Regions from separate parts of the Mus musculus genome. Here region 2 is linked to region 1. A link is a contact called in public HiChIP or PLAC-seq data. All regions are on one chromosome and are shown on one strand. Each heading gives the region's core, a stretch centred on a gene start, on an enhancer-like site or on the middle of the called end of the contact. The rest is flanking DNA. Distances are from core to core; before and after follow the strand shown.

Region 1 (2,935 bases), core at 222-2,721:
TCTTGGCTCTGCGTAGCTAGGTGGTGTCACGTGGTTAAGTTGTGGCCAATGAGATGCCTGATCTTGTGTGAGGGCTTCAGAACAGGTAGCTAGAGGTGTGGGAAGGGTCCCTTTTGCCTTCTTCATCTTCCTTCCCTCCCCCCTCTCCCCCAGTCCCCTCTCCTATCCTCCCTTCCCCCTCCCTCTTTTCCTTCCTCCCCCCCCCCCCCCGCCCCAACCCCACTCTTCTCATTTTGTAGTAGCCCAGGCTGACCCTTTTTATAGCTTTCTCTTCTTTCTGGTCAATAGCATAGAGATGGATCAGGAAGCATTGTGGATTGTGGGATGGCCTTGGAGATGCAGACAGTGTTGCAAGCCGGATGATGGCGGCTGGGCTTTGGGGACTCACCACCAGCTCTGGGTTGCCTTGGGACTTCTTTTATGCAAGAGGCAGTATACTTCAATCTTCTGTAAGCTTGGGACTTGGATTTTCTCTTTATCTATTCAAATCTTATCCCAACCAATAAAACTACTTTCTTAATAGTCCCGTCGGTGTGTGTGTGTGTGTGTGTGTGTGTGTGTGTCAATTTTTCCATAAATAGAGAAGGAAACATTTGCCGAAGACTCCACAGCTGGCAGCTGATGGATCAGTTAGACTCATGAATGTTTTGCCCTTTCTTACTGAGGTGTCTCACTGAGGTGGTCTTCAATAGGTTGAAGACCCGCAGGGTGAAGGACCCATCGAGGCTTGGTCTCAGCCTAAAAATGGTTCCTCTGAGGGAGTAACTGGCTTTGATCTCAAAAACCTGGTGTTTTGAGTTTTCTGTCTGGGAACATGCCACATATGTAGCTGTCTGCAAGTTTCTTATTACTGGAATGTCCTCATCAGGTGGAAGCCACTCAGGGCTGGTTCTCATATAGATGAGAGCTTGCTGCGCCCTGCCCTCCCCCGCCCCCCCCCCCCCCGTGCCCACTGATGGCAGTGTCCTGGGTGCCCCCCCACCCCCACCCCTGCCCCCAGAGGAGGGATGACTCTTGTAAATATCATGGGTGATTGATGTATGACTGTCACATTCATTCCCACCAGGCTCAGCATGGGACTCAAACAACAGAAATTAAGCATACTGAAACCCTAAGGAGGATGTGTCATACTACACTCTACACAACTACAAAGTGTCAAGGAAAGCCGGGCCTCTGGGGCTGGCATCTGTACACCTTTCTACAAACCGATTCTTTGTGGCTGCAGAATGGCTATTACCTTTCTGGGGCTAGTGCTCAGGTTACAAGCTTCTGTGAAGGATATCTTCAAACTCCTTGAGACTGCACCTGGGTGCCGTGGATAACAGCAGCAGGAACCTGATGGCTACAGGTCTGGAAGAGCAGCTGTCAGGATCGGGAGAAGGGATGCTGGTGGCCAACACAGTCCTGCGTTGGAAAGAGCCTAGTTTTCTCGGCTTTGTGGGGTGTGGTCCATGCTGTTCCTCTTTAGTATCTGCGACCATCTGTGCTGGCAGGTGCTTCCTGCTTTGTTATGCTTTTGTGTCTGGCTGACTACCTTGTTTCCATCCTGGCACCTAAAATTTTTAACTCCAGTAAATGAACCACTTTAAAGAACAGCAACCATTTCAAGACATGGGCATCAACCTATTAAAAACTCAGCACGGTTTTGGAAGGGCTTTGGACGGGTGGAAACACATCTTTCTGCTAAAGGAAGAAGAGCCGAAAATGTACTTGACCTTGATCACCATAGTCCTTTCCTTCGTGCAGTTGATTGGGTGGGACGGCGAGTTCACAGGCTGCATACCTGATGGTGACATCTGTGCTGTTGCTTTGTGAACTAAGACATCGTGAGCTGGTTTGAAAGTATATTGGGCTGGGCAAGTGTTAGATGAACAAGCCTCGAAAGCAAAAAGCAAAGGAGAGTGAACGGTGCATCGGCTTCCTTCTGTGTGGTTAGCGGAGTGGAGCTGTCTCACTCCTCTTCTGGACACCACCACTTCACAGAAGTGGTTTTTTTGCTGCATCCACTTTGCTGGTGATGGCAGACATTGGCGTGTAGTGTCTTAGTGTCGTCCAGTATAGGTGGGTACATGCTCAGCTGCAGCCCTTAAGTGGACCACTCCTTGGTGATTATGAATAACTTCGATCCCCCCTTCAAGGCTGATGCATTTTTACTTTTGATGACCCCCTTTACAACACTAAACCGATGAACTTTAGTAGAGTGGGTGGGTGGAGGGTCTGGACAGTTGTTGGAGCTTGCTTTAGCTAGAATGGTCTGTAGCTACTGGGAAATGTTTCTAGTTTCTGCTTCGGGGTCTGCTTGAAAGTCTGGTTTCACAAATACAGAGATCAAATTCACCACTTAATTTTTTTATTATTTATTTATTTACTCATTTATTTATTTTGAGACAGGGTCTCATCACATAGCCCTGGCTGGCCTCAAACTCATGGAGCTTTGAAATACAATCTCGAATACAGACTTTTGGAAGTTCGCCTTTCAAAAGTCCTGAAGGACTTGCTACCTTGAAGTGGTACACAGGGAAATGGAGCTTGATGCCAAGCAGTCAGATTCACCAGTGGGACAAGGGGTGGTGCTTCATAAAGATTGCTCCCTGCCTACGTCATAGGCATTCTGCTCCTGAGAGGAATGCATCTTCAGTGGCTCTCTCATCACATGGTAAACCTACCTTCCTGACAGGGTGGCTCCCTGTGAGTTCAAGGCCAGCCTGGTTTACGTAGGAGGTTGTAGGCCAGCATGGGCTACTGCGGTGAGACCTTGTCTCAAAACAAAGCAAAAACCAATCAAAGTATGCAAAACAGAACAACCTAAGGCCTAACAGCAGCAAAAGTGAGCTGCAAAATTCTCATTTCGCCAGTGATACTAGCCGTATTTCAGTCACTACAGGTACCCAAAGCCCAGCCCCACCTGACCCCCAAGAGACAGTAATAGCAGTGT
Region 2 (2,938 bases), core at 272-2,771, 180 kb after region 1:
TGCAAGCCGCGTGTCTAAGCGGTGTGCGGTCAGGATTTGTAAAGTGCTCTCCACGTATCAGGCTGAACACATTACAAACAATCCCATCAGGAAATGACCGCAAGCATAAGCTCAGTTTATTTTAGAACCTGTCTTTGGGGCCAGTGAGGTAGCGCGTTGAGTACAGTTCTCTGTGTACCTGACAAGCTAACAGCAGTTCCTGAAAGGTGTCCTGTGACTTCCATGTGTATGCCACAGCATATGTGTGTGCATGCTCACACACACACACACACACACACACACACACACACACAGAGAGAGAGAGAGAGAGAGAGAGAGAGAGAGAGAGAGAGAGAGAGAAACATACATCACACACACAAGATTTTTTAAAATTAAAATGATGGGATCTTGTTTGTTTTATAGCCTAGGCTGACCTTAAACTCAAGATCCTCCTGAGCACTGGGGATCATAAGCACAAAAGTGTTATCTAACAGTTTGAGCCACTGGTCAAATGAAAGTTAAAACCACAACGGGGTGCCAGTACAGACCTACCGAAATGCCTGATAATAAAAATAGTGACATTCTCAAATGCTGGCGATGATGCAGAGACACTGGATCACATCCACTGTAGCAGGTGTGACGGCAACACTCCGAAGAGATGCATGTCTTCACCAAGTATAGTGGCTCACATGTGTGGTCTCAGAATTCAGGAAGATCACAAGTCTGAGGCCAACATGGGCTACACAGTGAGTTCCAGGCCTAGGCTACACAATGAGATACTGTCTCAAATAAGTAAACAAACAAACAAACAAACAAACACAAACCAGCAAGCATAGCGGCACATGCTCTGCTCTCAACACTTGGGAGGTAGAAGCAAGAGAATAGGGAGTTCAAAGCCATTCTTAGCTTAAAAGTGGGACAAGAGATCCTTTCTCAACAAACAGCAAGCAAGCAAGCAAGCAAACAAACAAACAAACAGAGATGTTTATCAGGATTCCTGAAAGTTATAAAAGGGTTCAGATTGGGAGAAGGCGACCTTTGTGATTAAAAAATGGCTGGGCTGCCTTGATATTCTCATCGGGGAACACCAAACAACTTCCAAATGGGCTTCAAATATGAGTATCAAGTAGTGCTTTTAGGATAAAATAAGAGAATATTTTAAAGACCATAGGCAAAGATTTCCTAAATACAGGCTGAAACGGTACAAATTCAAAGGATTCATAACCAGAGTATGTAACTGACTCCTACAGTAAGAAAAAGATAACCTGGGGATGGAGATGAGTCAGTAGAGTGCATGCCTGCCCGGAGTGTACAAAGCCCTGTGCATAAAAGCCAGTTTCATCCTCAGTACTGAGTAGGGTGTGGTGGTCCACACCTGCAAACGTAGTACCAGGAAGATGGAGTGAGCTGGAGGCAGGTAGATCAGAACTGAAAGGCTATCCTTGGCTACATAGGGAGCTTGAAGCCAGCCTGCGATACATGAAACCCTGTCTAAGAAGATAAGGCTAGAAAGATGGCTCATCCCCTAAAGAAGAGCTTGTGGCCAGGCCTGCTGACATGCGTTTGATCTCCAGAACTCCCGTGGTAGAAGGAGAAGGGCCTCCAACAAGTTGTCCTCTGACACCTCTATGTGCATCATGTAGATGATAAATAGGTGTAAAAAAATGAAAAATGGAAAACAGATACAATCCAATAACAAAGGAAGACGATACTTTTAAAACATTTTTAATATTTGGTTATTTGACACAAAATCTTGCAAACTAGTTCTGTTTGGCCTTGAACAGACACTTTGCATAACAGGATGGGCAGGAAACAGAGGTCTCATGCTTCATTAGTCATGAGCTAGTGCCAATTAAAACTACAACACAGGACCGGTACCAACCTAACAGAACACCCAAAGCTCCAAGCAGATAGGAGCCGCAGTGAGGACCCTCAAGGCTGATGCAAGTTGAACTGGTAAATTCCTGAAAAACTAGGAATTCTACCGAGGCTGAGCATAGGCCCATCCTTTAGCTTCGATACTCTACTCCTACAGAAATGCATAGATCTCCCAAAAGACACAAAGAGAACATTAATAGCAGTTATTTGTAATAGCGCAAACAGAAAACAGCCCAAATGTCCTTCAACAACAGGATGGGGAAATGCGATGCAGTGTGTTCTTAGAACATCACAACAGATAGAGTGAAGAGCCGTGTGAATCCCACAGACTGCCTGCTGCGCAGTGGAAGAGGAACAGAGTGTGTGATTGCATTATGTAAAGTTCCAGTACAGGCCAAGGGACTGGGGCCAGAATTAGGGAGTAGGGAAAGAGAATAGATCAAAGTTGAGGCAGCGGCCGGGGCTGGTCAGTTTATTTCTGTTAATCTGGGTGCAGGTTGAGCATGTTTTTCTCTTTGTAGCAATGTTTTGTTTGTTTGTTTGTTTGTTTGTTTGCACATTTACTGGTTAAGGAACAATGCACCTTGTAATAGGACCTTGAGAACATACAGTGCAAAATAACACAAAATCATTGGCAATCTGTCCAGGGGAGAGTGGGTAGTGACAGGGTGGTCTCTGGGATTGAGCTCAAGGATTTGTGTTTACATGCCAAACATTTTAGTGACTTAGCGATCTTCATGGGGCCAAGACAAACATCCTTTTCAAACTCGAATAAACATTTATAGAACTTCTATATATTACTCTTTGGAATAGGTTCTAACAATCACCAACCATGTAACGAGAGATGCAACCTCTATTCTCTGACAGCAATGCATTGAGATTAAAGACATGATTTTAAAGTGACAGGAAAAGTATACATTTAAAAATGTAAAAGCATGTATCTAAATTATTCATGAGCCCAAGAACAAATCTTACAGGAATGAAATATTTAAGACTGAACGACAGCGCAAACAGTAGCTATCAAAACTTAGGGGCCTGTAGAAGTATGCTTAAGAGGACATTAATAGTTCTACATGTGTAT

Evidence for each region. HiChIP or PLAC-seq counts read pairs in DNA pulled down with a chosen protein or histone mark.
Region 2: an H3K27ac HiChIP or PLAC-seq map of large pre-B cells shows a contact between it and region 1, with 2.6 times the contacts expected there. The contact joins two enhancer-like sites. A contact is called at or near these places in 2 of 39 promoter capture datasets (macrophages and neural stem cells), 11 of 115 datasets of contacts at active chromatin or transcription factors (bone marrow-derived macrophages, embryonic hindbrain, embryonic midbrain and 4 more) and 3 of 9 other capture datasets (adipose tissue, liver and pancreatic islet).

What each region holds. Positions count from the first base shown.
Region 1 is chr9:58,004,495-58,007,429 of GRCm38.p6, forward strand. It overlaps a transcript of Cyp11a1 not described here and the pseudogene Gm17322. Among named protein-coding and RNA genes, the nearest start is that of Cyp11a1, 9.0 kb to the right of the region's middle. Within about 2 kb of position 1,472, at least 22 of the 459 cell types and tissues checked have an H3K27ac peak or open chromatin away from gene starts, as enhancers often do.
Region 2 is chr9:58,185,065-58,188,002 of GRCm38.p6, forward strand. All of the region lies in intron 2 of Gm39344 (a long non-coding RNA gene), which reads left to right. Among named protein-coding and RNA genes, the nearest start is that of Gm39344, 12 kb to the left of the region's middle. Within about 2 kb of position 1,522, at least 6 of the 459 cell types and tissues checked have an H3K27ac peak or open chromatin away from gene starts, as enhancers often do.